2 separate regions of the Mus musculus genome follow, and region 2 is linked to region 1. Evidence: chromatin contacts called from public Hi-C data. All regions are on one chromosome and are shown on one strand. Each heading gives the region's core, a stretch centred on a gene start, on an enhancer-like site or on the middle of the called end of the contact. The rest is flanking DNA. Distances are from core to core; before and after follow the strand shown.

The links. Hi-C and Micro-C count contacts between places; a contact is called where the count stands out from the background.
Region 2: a contact with region 1 is called in a Hi-C map of muscle stem cells, with 2.1 times the contacts expected there. The contact joins two enhancer-like sites. A contact is called at or near these places in 17 of 484 Hi-C or Micro-C datasets (DN3 thymocytes, bone marrow-derived DN2 thymocytes, bone marrow-derived macrophages and 8 more), 19 of 115 datasets of contacts at active chromatin or transcription factors (the 230-238 cell line, bone marrow-derived macrophages, cardiomyocytes and 11 more) and 4 of 9 other capture datasets (adipose tissue, embryonic stem cells, liver and 1 more).

The regions. Positions count from the first base shown.
Region 1 is chr15:12,373,162-12,378,908 of GRCm38.p6, reverse strand. It overlaps Pdzd2 (PDZ domain containing 2), which reads left to right. Exons shown (of 26, transcript NM_001081064.2): 21 at 2,529-5,747. Among named protein-coding and RNA genes, the nearest start is that of Golph3, 55 kb to the right of the region's middle. Within about 2 kb of position 3,153, at least 120 of the 459 cell types and tissues checked have an H3K27ac peak or open chromatin away from gene starts, as enhancers often do. A contact at or near this core is called in adipose tissue, muscle stem cells and uterus, where this site is marked.
Region 2 is chr15:12,543,633-12,549,379 of GRCm38.p6, reverse strand. All of the region lies in intron 3 of Pdzd2 (PDZ domain containing 2), which reads left to right. Among named protein-coding and RNA genes, the nearest start is that of Gm52211, 55 kb to the right of the region's middle. Within about 2 kb of position 3,504, at least 15 of the 459 cell types and tissues checked have an H3K27ac peak or open chromatin away from gene starts, as enhancers often do. A contact at or near this core is called in adipose tissue, muscle stem cells and uterus, where this site is marked.

The DNA of each region.
Region 1 (5,747 bases), core at 1,904-4,403:
TTGTAGTGGCTTACACTTAGGATTTGAGCATTTAGGAGGTAGAGAGAAGGGCTGGAGAGATGGCTCAGCGGGTAAGAGCACCGACTGCTCTTCCAAAGGTTCTGAGTTCAAATCCCAGCAACCACATGGTGGCTCACAACCATCCATAATGAGATCTGACACCCTCTTCTGGAGTGTCTGAAGACAGCTACAGTGTACTTAAATAAATAAATCTTAAAAAAAAAAAAGAGGTAGAGAAAAGAGGATTTGGAACTGAAGGTCATCTGGTATTCTGGTATATATATATGTGTGTATATATGTATATATATATATATATATATATATATATAGAGAGAGAGAGAGAGAGAGAGAGAGAGTTAGTTCAAGGTTAGCCTGGGACACTTAAGAACCCACCTCAAATACTAAACAAACAAACAAACCTTTGAAGACACACTTTGTGGTAAGTCACATTGCTAATAAAAATTGCAGAAAGCTTTGCCTATTAGTGAATATTTAATAAGCGGATCTGAAAGTGTTAGATCCCTGAGCCCACAGGGTGAAAGAGCAGAACACACTCCTACAAGTTGTCCTCTGACCTACACACATGCGCAGTCACACTCTCTCTCACACACACACGTGCACACACATGCACACGCAGTAAGTGGCCTTCGAGTCCCTTTCTCTTGGCACACTGCCCCTCTCCCCTGTATCTGGTGTCAGCAGAAGTAAAAACGCTATGCTTGAGAGTTCAATAGTTGAATGAGAACAACATCTGGATCAGCAGGTATTGCTGGCAGCAGCTCGTCTCCCACAGCAGGCCTGGGTAGTTCCACGCCATCTCCATGGGCGTCTTGATGAACCAGCCTTGTTATTGCCACACGCTCCACACGGAGGCCACAGGGTTCAGGTTTAGCCAAGCACAAGCTGTGGAGCAAACCCTGGCTCTCCCGCCTGTGAACTGTGAGCTTGGGCATGTTACCTAACCATTCGGTGACTCCCTTCCTCGTTCTCTCAATGCACAGGGCCCACCCACCTCCCAGTACTGGGAAGAAAATTAACTGTGTGGAAATCTCCTTCCACGGTGCTAAGACTTCATTATTGGCTAATAATTAGTTTGTAATTATTCATAAAGGGACAACAGGAGGGGGATAAAAGATTCAATTAAAGCCAAGCCCAGTGACACAAACCTATAATCCCAACCAGTCCTGAGGCCAAGATAGGATGGTGGCAGGTTCATGGCCTGCCTTACTGAACTTGCTGAAACCCAATATCAAAGTGTCATGTGAGCAGGGCCAGTAAGATGGCTCAATGGTTATCGCAAGGTCGCCCTCTGGTATATAGTGAGTTCAAGGTTAGCCTGGGATACTCAAGACACTCTCTTTTTTTAAAAACATTTTAATAGATTTATTTTATTTATATGAGTACACTGTTGCTGTCTTCAGACACACCAAAAGAGGTCATTAGATCCCATTACAGATAGTTGTGAGCCACCATGTAGTTGCTGGGATTTGAACTCGGGACCTTTGAAAAAGCAGTCAGTGCTCTTAACCACTGAGCCATCTCTCCAGCCCCAAGACTCTGTATTTAAAACCAATTAATAATTATAAAGCTTTGAGGACATATACTTAACATTTGGGGTAACACTGCTCATACGAAGACCTTTTGTGGGTCACTTGTCAAAGTGATATTAGCCCAAGAGAGTGCAGTGCATGCTACTGGGCTTTCTGAGGAGACACCCTAGGACAGAGCGGCTCTCAGCACCTGCCCTGAGTGACATGCCATGCCCCCCCCAACTGCCCCCCTTCCAACGGTCCCTGCTTCTCGGAGCTGTGTGCTCTTTTGTGCCTCTGTGCTTTCAGCCTGGTGTTCTCCTCCCCACTCGGAGCAATCCGTCCCTCATGAGCCCCTCTCAAGCTTCCTCTACCGTTAAGGCTTCCTGGAATAACTGGCTTTCAGATCCCCTGTTTGGACAAGTCACTTCAAAGCCGAGCTGAAGCTCAGTACCAACAAGGGCCCCACCTGGAGCGTCGGCTCCGTCTCCTGTGCAGCGCAAAAAAAAAAAAAAAAAAAAAAAAGCAAGCCTCCCTGTGGTTTGGAGGTTGAACTGTTTCTTGGTACAGTCCGAGTCACTCATAGTCAGATAAATAGATGCTGGAATGAGGTAAGACACGAAGCCTCTGCCCAGTCTAGGCCAAAGCTAAGGAATACAACCAACGGTGTCTGTCTTTCCAGAACTGCTGACGGCAGAGACATTTGGGTAAAGAAACCCAGGCAGAAGATTTCTGGTGTCTCCTATCTGAAAGCAAACAAAGAGGGAAATGGGCAAGTTTAAATGTCCATTCTGCTTGTCCCAGTTACTTTAAGGCCATTAAAGCAGGGTGGTGGTTCCTAGATCTGAGCGCTCTACAATTGGAGAGAGAAAAAAACCAAAGGTCTAGATGCAGGCTGTGGACTTCTGAGAAACAGTATTGAGATGGCTTATGTTTGCAGAACTTCTAGAGGGTTCCCGTTTGCTTACACTTCCCTTTCCTCTCCCCTACCCTATACAGGATGGGATGGGTCCTCAGACCATCCCCCTTCCCCAGGGAAGAGCAGGGAAGTTCGTCCTGACTCCAGCGAGACTCCTGCAGTCACCGAGCAAGTCCTCCAACCTGAGAGCCTCAGCCAGCCTGTGTCTCCCGGGACCTCGGAGCCTGAGTCCCAGGGCGTATCTAAAATGAAGCCAGCCAGCCAGAGAAGCCTGTCTCCCAGGGAGAAGGCCTCAGCTCTTCCCGACTCCAGCAGGACTTGGGCTGGCCCTGGGGACAGCACTCCCAGCACCAGGAGAGCAGCTGTCCCCATGAGCATAGGAGAGACACGAGCTACGGCCATCCCTCATCCCTCCCTCCTGGGTCAGGAAAGGAGCCGAGACCCCTCGGGTCCCAGCAAGGCCCTGGAAACTCCAGGACACTGCGTACCTACAAGCTTGAAAGATAGGGCTCTGCTTGAAGAAACAGCGTCAGCATCTGGAAAGTTGTCACACGCCGGTCCCTCTGTGCCAGTGACTACTGATGGGACCCTGTCGGGGAGCACAGAGAGCCCGGTGACAGACATTGACAAGTTCATTGGGGAAGCCCCGGAGGCGTGGCTTTCTCAGTCTCCTCAGAGAGCAGACTGCAGGACTCACCAGGACATTTTTGAGAGTCAGCCACCAGGGGGAGCTGGGGGTGGCAGTTCCCACCATGGGAAGACCGGAGGCACAGGCTCACCCCCACCCCCTCAGTGGACCTTCCAGCCTTCCGTTCTGGATTCCGTCCATCCTGACAAACAGTTGGCTGGGAACAAAAACTTTCTGAACAACTACTCCAGAAATTTTAGCAGTTTCCACGAAGACGGCGTCTCGGAACCTTCGCCCTCGTCCATGTATGGCGATGCTGAAGACTCGTCTTCAGACCCCGAGTCTCTTGTTGAAGATCCACGAGCAGCGGCCAGGAACAACTGGCCAGCTCCTCCATCTCATGAGTCCTCCCGTAAGGAAGGTAGCAGTGAGTCTGAGGACGAGCAAATAGAAATCTGTGCCCCAGGTGGTTGTCCTGAGACCCCAGTGCCTGCCCAAGCTCCTGCCCAGGCTGCAGGCGGCGCAGTTCCCTCGGTACAGCAGACTGTGAGGGAGCCGGTGGGGGACGCCTGCGAGAAAGCCTGCTTCATGACAGGAGCCTCGAACACTTGCATCCCGGGCTCTTCCCAGCCATTTTCCTTCCTGGATGTAAGCTCTCTGGAGCATGAGACTTGGGCGGGCGTACAGACTTCACGGAGCCACATGCCCGGGTGCGCAGAGGAAACCTTGGCGGTCAGCAGCACCGGCTCAGTCGTGGGAGACAGCCAGCCTTCTCAAACGACCAGACCTTGTGGAAACCCGCCATTTGTGCTCAGGAACCCAGATATGGTAAATGGTTTGGGACAGGACCTGCTGGATGAGGGAACCCCAGACAAAGGAGCAGATGCCTCTCATGTCATGAGCAGTGTGTATGCCCTGGGGGCCGAGGGCCCTAAGAATGGAGAGGCCGTTTTGGCAAACCTACACATTGCCAAGGGCGGCAACCTGGACGGCTTGCTACAGAAACCAAAAACGACCTCCAGGAGGCCTATCATGACCTGGTTTAAAGACATAAATAAAGACAGCCAAGGCGCACATCTGCAGAGCAAATCTGAGAAGGAACAACCCTCAATGCTGGCTATGAGTCCTGGCTCGAAAGGCAACACGGTGAACCCCAGCCACAGAAAGGGAATGGCTGTGCCTAAGAGTCCACCTCCCCGGCAGAAGAGTCAAGAAAATAAGGACCTATCCCCTAAAAGCCCAGTGGAAACACTAAGTAACTGTCAGAAGCCCAAGGGCAGCCCGAAGCTTAAGAGGCTGAACAGCAAAAGCAAAGCCAGTCCGGAGGCACCTGTGGCCAGTCCCGCTAAGGGCGGCAGGACCGACCACAGGAAGTCCTTGCCTTCACCCCAGGCTGCCCATAAAATGCTTTCTAAGGCAGTGTCACACAGGCTCCACATAGCTGACCAAGAGGAGCCTAAGAACACTGCTGGAGACACCTCCAAGCCTCCCCAGTGTGTGCCAGAGAGCAAGCCACCCCTGGCTGCCTCTGGGTCGCTGAGGACCTCCGCATCTGACACAAGCATTAGAACCATTACTTCTCCCCTGACCTCCCCCAAGCCTCTCCCTGAGCAAGGTGCAAACAATAGGTTCCACATGGCTGTCTACCTGGAATCTGACACAAGCTGTCCAGCCACCTCCAGGCCCCCTAGGTATGGACCAGAGGGCAAGGTGCCCCATGCTAACTCTGGGTCAGTGAGTCCCTCCGCATCGAGGACCAATATAGCCTTGGCAGGGGTCAGACAGAGCAAGCAGTTCACACACAGCCGAGTAGACTTGGTGTTAACAGAAGCAGCCCAGCCCCAGGGCATCAGTGAGAAAGGAACCGAAAAAATGGCTAGTGATCCTCTGGAAAGGACAAACCAGCTAAAAATCATTGAGATTTCTTCTGAAAGAATGCCAAAGAATGCATGTGGCGACAAGCCACCTGGTAGTGACAGAAAGGGCGGGTTCTTAACCCAGAGCAACTGTCAGGAGAAGAGTTCGGTCCGACTCAGGCAGTCAGCAGAATCGTCCCCAAAGCAGCCGCACTTCCCTCCCTCCCAGGCCTCCCAGGGGGAACAGGAAATGCGTTGGTCCTACAGCATGGCCAGACTGGCCTCCTCCTCCCCCTCCGCCCCGCAGCTGCCCTCCAAAATGCCAGATTACTCCCAGGGCAAATCAAGCCAAATGCCAGCCTCAGTCGGGGTGCCCAAAAATGGCGTACCCGTAGGCCTGGCCGGAGAAGAGCCCCCCTACTTCACACCAAGGCCAGCCACCAGGACTTATTCCATGCCAGCCCAGTTCTCGAGCCATTTTGGACGAGAAGGTCTTTCCCCACCCAGCCCAAGTCACTCGCCTCAGGACCCCCAGGTCACTGCAATGAGTGGCAGTCTCTCTGAGAAGTCAGCCAAAGGCGTGACTAACGAACAGGGCGTGTACAGTGTGAAACCTCTACTGGAAACACTTAGGAACCCACCACCAGTGGATGTGGGGGATGTCAGTGCGGTCCCCGAGGCAAGCGGCCTCATCCCAGACAAACTCAAAGTCACCAGGAGACACTACTACTGTGAGCAGAGCTGGCCCCATGAATCTACCTCGTTTTTCTCTGTGAAGCAAAGGATCAAGTCTTTCGAGAACCTGGCCAATTCTG
Region 2 (5,747 bases), core at 2,255-4,754, 170 kb before region 1:
AGGTGCTCGGGCTAATGACAGGTCTCACTCAGCTCAGCTTCAACGGATTACCCGGAGGCCAGCTGCTCCTGTCCCCAAGGCTCCCGGAGGAGCTGAGGGAAGAGATCTGAGAGAAAGCTTCTAGAGGTGACTTCGAAACTGGAGGTAAGAATCTAACGGGGAAAAAAAAGAAAAAGAAAAAGCCCAGGCCTTTCGACCTGAGGTGCATACGGAGGCTGGATCTACCAATGTGAGAATTTAACCACAGCCTCCCAGAAATGAGCGGCTACCTGACAGCTTGTGACTTTCTATTTGGGGGTTTGCATGCCTGGGAAGTCAAAAAAAAAAAAAAAAGTGGTTTGTATTCACTGGGAGGAGCGATTTGGAACTGGTTTGTCAATAACTGGATGTAAAGAGGCAACCTGTGAGTGTCTCTGTGTGTCTATGTGTGTGTATTGCGGTGGAAGCAGTCCTTCGGTCCTTGGACCTTTCTCCTGGCTTTTGGTTAGCTTCTGGTTAGCTTTGTTAGCCAAAGGTTTCCTCTCCCAAAGGGAGAGTTTCGATGTTTCCACATACAAGGCTGTCATCTCCTCTGGGGATAGGTCTTTGCCCCAAATTACTAAACAGTGTGCTTGAACAACAACCCTATTCACTGATTATGCAAACTTTTTTGACTAGATTACCCAGAAGTTAAAAAAATAATAATAATGAAGAATGCTTAAAAAGAGGATAGTTTTGGTTTTTGTTTTTTTTTTTTTTTTTTTTTTTTTTTTAGTTTTTGGGATTTTTTGTTTTTTGTTTTTCTATTTTTTGGATGTTTGTCCCTCCTTCCTTCCTTCCTTCCTTCCTTTCTTTTTCTTTTTTCCTTCTTTCTTTCTTCCTTTTTGAATCAGGGACTCCCTCAGTATGTAGCCCAGGCTGCCCTTGGACTTGTGAACCTCCTACCTAAGTCTCCAGTTCTGGGTTATAGTTGTGAACTGTCTCTGGTCCTAGTTCAGTGGGTAGCTTAGAAGTAGAAAGAGTGAAGTGACTTCAAGTGACAAGAATAGAAAATGGAGAGAAGTGTTTCTTTTTTTTAAGGTTTATTTACATATTTTATGTATATGAGTGCTCTGTCTTCATGCACACCAGAAGAGAGCATCAGATTCCGCCACAGATGGTTGTGAGCCACCATGTGGGTGCTGGGAATTGAACTCAGGACCTCTGCAAAAGTAGCCAGGGCTCTTAACCATTGAGCCATCTCTCCAGCCCCAGAGAGAAAAGTTCCTGAGAATATAAACATCTTTTTTCTTTCTATAAACTAGGTCTAGCTGAATATGACAGGGAGCATAATCTATATAAAATACAGTGCTATAACTGTTTTTGCATAAACTCACGTTATAGGTGAATTTCAAAGTAACTTGGGATGCAAAATTCTCAGCTCTCCAGTAATACCTCCACTCTCTCTAGGAAGTACTGTGGGACCCCCCCCAGGTGACGTTCAGAGTTTTGTAGAAGGAGGCTCCCTTGGGTTCTATAGGAAAGAGTTAGCCAGGCAGTGGGGGGTACACACCTTTGATCCCAGTACTTGAGAGGCAGGTGGATCTCAGAGTTAGGGGCCAACCTGATCTACAGAGCAAGTTCCAGGACTACTCGGGCTACACAGAGAAACCTTGTCTTACTGCCCCTTCCTTCTCCCCCACACATACATTCCCCCTCCCCCCACCAAAAAAAAAAAAAAAAAAAAAAAAAGAGTTCCTAGACGGACCATAGCCAGAACCTGAAATAGGATACCAAAGAGTTGTTGAAGGGAGGTGGGGGTTCCCTGTTCCTCCTGTCTCCTGGGACGTGCTTTTCAGCCCTGCCTTTGCTGAGCTGTTATTTCTCCAGGGCCGTGGCCTGGCTCGTGGCCTGCCGCCTTCTTCAGTGGGTGCTCGGGGTGTTGGTTGGACTCTTCTGATTCTTGGGAAGCTTCGATTCTTATCCTGACATCCTATTGGAAGCCTGAGGTATCCTTCTTTATGGAAGCGCAGTCACAAATAATTTTAAGTCACCTATTGATTGGGACTGGGGGTCACCTTGGCTGGCCTCAAACTTGCTGTATAGGACCAGACTGGCTTCAGCCAAGTGCTGGTATTAAAGGCATACACCCACCATGCTCAGCCCAAGAGTCACTTATCTTTGTAAGACCTCTAACAAGAGACAGCAGTCATTCCCTTACCCCTCAGCAGCCCCAAGGGCAGCCATTTGAACATTGCCTATTCATTTTTCAATGGTTAAGTGCATCCTGCCCGGTGGATGGTGCTTACTGAGCCTACCCGTTCTGATTGCACTCAGGGTTTGCTATCGTCCAGCCAAGCTGGGTGCATCAAGCAGCAAGAGCCGCTTGCCAGCAGTTGTGATGAGGTAAAGAGGGGCAGGGATGTCTCAAGTTCAGGAGAAGGAGCTAAACCCTCAAAGACAGTCATCACAACTGTCCCTGTGTCACCGTACTGGGAACACGTTCTTCCTCTTGTTCATGGGACATCCTTTATCATCTGAGCCCCCCCCCCCCCAAGCCTTGCCTTTTATATTCTGTTCCATAAGTGCCCAAAACCATGCACATGACATCAGTGTCTTGAGAGCCTCCATGCCTGACTGACAGGTTGAACTAGGGTTGAACTTGGCTACAGCGGAAATCTCTTCCATTTGAATCAGGTAAAACACAAAACAAAACAATGATGCTCTTCCTACTCTCAGGGCCCTGCTCAGAGGTTAGCTTTTTAAATCTAAAAATCCCCTTCGTCTCTTCTGCATCACCATTAATTTGAAGGAAGTTTTTATGGACTGAATCATTAAACTCTTACCTATTCTATTACATTTCCTGTTTCCCTTTTAAAAGTTCTACTTCCTGGGAAATGTCCCCATCCTCTCCTCTGAGATGCTATATCCCAGTTATATGTCTGCCAGTCAGATCTCTAAATCCCAAGAGCTCCTTAGGGTTCTTATAAATTGTCTTATAATCTCCTGCTATTGTTTCAGGGATAAAAAGCATCTCTACTTTGCAGTCCTCAAGACTGTCTTTGAAGTCCCCCTCTCCTCCCTGTATTGTTTCTGTTTCCTCTGATTTCCCCCTGGCTGTTTGTTTTGATTTTTTTAATCTCTTCCATGGTAAAGGCTTTCCTAACCTGCTTGATGATCCTTGACCCATTCCTGAAAGGCTAATTGGAAAGTCTGAAACGGATAGGTTTCCTTTTTATGAAGGAGACCCAGGGCAGCATCTCTGAGCACGCAATGCCTGGCACACAGCACACTTTTCATATGTGTCTGCACAGCAACTGAATGGCAGAGGATCTTGCCAAGGCCAGGTGGCGGCCACTGGTCTTTGGTTTTGGTGTTTTGGTTTTGGATGGCGTTTTATTGAGCACACTTTTTTTTTTTTAATTTATTTAGTGGATACGGCAGTGACTGTTGAGTAACTTGCAAGTGCCTTCCAGGGCCTCCACTGAAGACTGACTGGCTGGTGATGTCAATGGAGAACTCCCATCAGCAGACGTAGTTTCCTCCCTGGGACAACTGCCCAGATGGAGACAAGCCTCTGTGGGAGGGGACTCTCTTGGAGTGAGATCCCGAAGGGCAATATGGGAAAGAAATGGGAAGCCATCACCTTTGCTCTTGGAGACCTTCTCTTTCCCGTTTAATTGGTGGTCCCCACCTACCAGCTACAACTGGCATGGCTCTGTCCAGAGCTGCTCTGACACAGCAGGGAAAAGAGGTAGCAGACTCCTGGCCTTCACCTGAAGTCTAGGACGAAAGGAGACAGTTTGGGGGGTCTGATGGCTTTATACACTGACACTCAGCCAGCCCACCTGCATTTGGGGAGTACCCTTGTCTAACTGACACGTGTCACTCTTAATTCCCAGGGCTCTCTGGGATGCTGAGGATGAAGGACTGTAAGTAGGCTTCCAGCCCCACCCCCACTGTACTAGGATCAGCTTGCCCTCATCTGGAAGTCAGGCACTTCTAGTTTATTACTGCTAGTTTATGTGTCTGTCAGCTTCCCAAAGCTTGCTGTAGTCACCGCTTCTCCTGGTTTGCTCCGTCTTAGTTCAGCTTGCTGCTGCCCCACCCCCTCAACATTTTGCAAACTTTTAAACATTCCTGAACTGTCAGCCAGTCTGTGTGTAGTCCCTGCCCAATTCTCCCAGCTTTGCCTGGAGATTTTCCTCAGTTCTTCCTCCCGTGTTTCTGCCCCAGTGCTACAGGGACCTGCTGGAGATAAACATGCTAGCAGGACACACTCTCCTGTTGGACCCAGCAGTAGTACCGCAAGGTGCCCAAGTGTCTGGATGGCTTGGTATTGGGCTTGAGCTGAGCAATTTGGAACTGATTTGTCAGTGACTGGATGGAGCTTGTTAAGTCCATTGTGCAAGAAGCTACTGCTCATGATGAGCATGGAGCAAAGGCTATTTCCAAGTATCTGATGCTCTCTGGCTTACACAGTTCCATGTTGGCGAATCGCAGCACAACCTGTTGTTGGCTTCTGTGAGACATGTTTGTGTTCATTTGTATTGTCAGTCTTTGCCTGCCGCCTGGTGAGTGGTGAAAAAAGGAAGCTGTGTGGACCTGGGAGTGCTTTTCCCTCAGGCACTCAGCCTCTTCTGTCAGGCACCTCATTCTACAACCCAGAGTCAGATGAAGGAAAGGACACCCTGGGCGATGAGGAGGAAGGGCATGGAAGTTTTAGAAAGGGTTTGCTTGTTTCTTAGAGAAACATACAGGACAGCTCTCTTTTGTCTTCTTGCACATGCTGCTATCTGGAAACACTGGTCTCTAGGATCCAACCTTCACAAGGCCGTTGTAGAGAGCAGGAAAGCTTGCCCAGAGCCCTGCCCTCTCCTCACCTCCAACTCAATTTAAGTCATTTTTGAGTCAAGATTTGGTATCATTTGTCACCAAAGTGATCCAGGTAGAGACTTATTCGGGCATCATCCCCTTATCTCTGAAAGGCATCAGGGAAACCGCAGACGGGCTCAGATTGGAGCAGCCTGCCTCCTCGTTTGATGCTTATATTGATTCTAAGTAGGATTCCTCGCAACTCAGCCTATTTTGTAGGAAGATGAGAAGAATCTTTTTTTTTTTTCCTGCTCTGAACGTCACAAAAAATACTGAACTATTTGGGGGGCAGGGAGAGACGGTTGTAGATTGCAGTAAACGCAAGGTTAAATGAGGCGCAACAAGGGAACCCAGAGCAGTCCCACCTAGAAAAGCCAAGGGCTAGCTTTACCTTCCCCCGGGTTTCACACCATATGGCAGTCTCTGCCTCTTAGGCTTGGTATTTGCTTTGCACACTTGGGGACACTTTAAAGATGAAATAAACTGTGACAGTCCTCAGAAGTGTCAGGAAGGCTAGAATGCAGGAGAAAATAGACTGTCATTCTGTGTTTTCCGGTTTGGCACCAGTGGTGAGGACGCTCTCTAGTTTTGTGAATGAAAGGCCTGTTTGGGCGTTTCCATTCCTGATGTCACCACAGCCTGGAGTGAATGCCCTTCACTGCACTAGTCACCGTTGTCGCTTGATATCTGAGTGTCTCAAAAGCGAGGCTCTAGGGAAGACTGCCTCATACTGTAATACAGCTAAGATTTACTGCATACTTGGTCCCTGCCAGCCACTGTTACAGTGTCACATGTATGAACGTAATCTCATCTACACGAGGATCTTAATGTCTTTTTTTTTTTTTAATTTAATGTGTTTGTATGTGGGGGGCTTGGAGATCACACCCATGCTACACCACACATGTAGAGGTCAA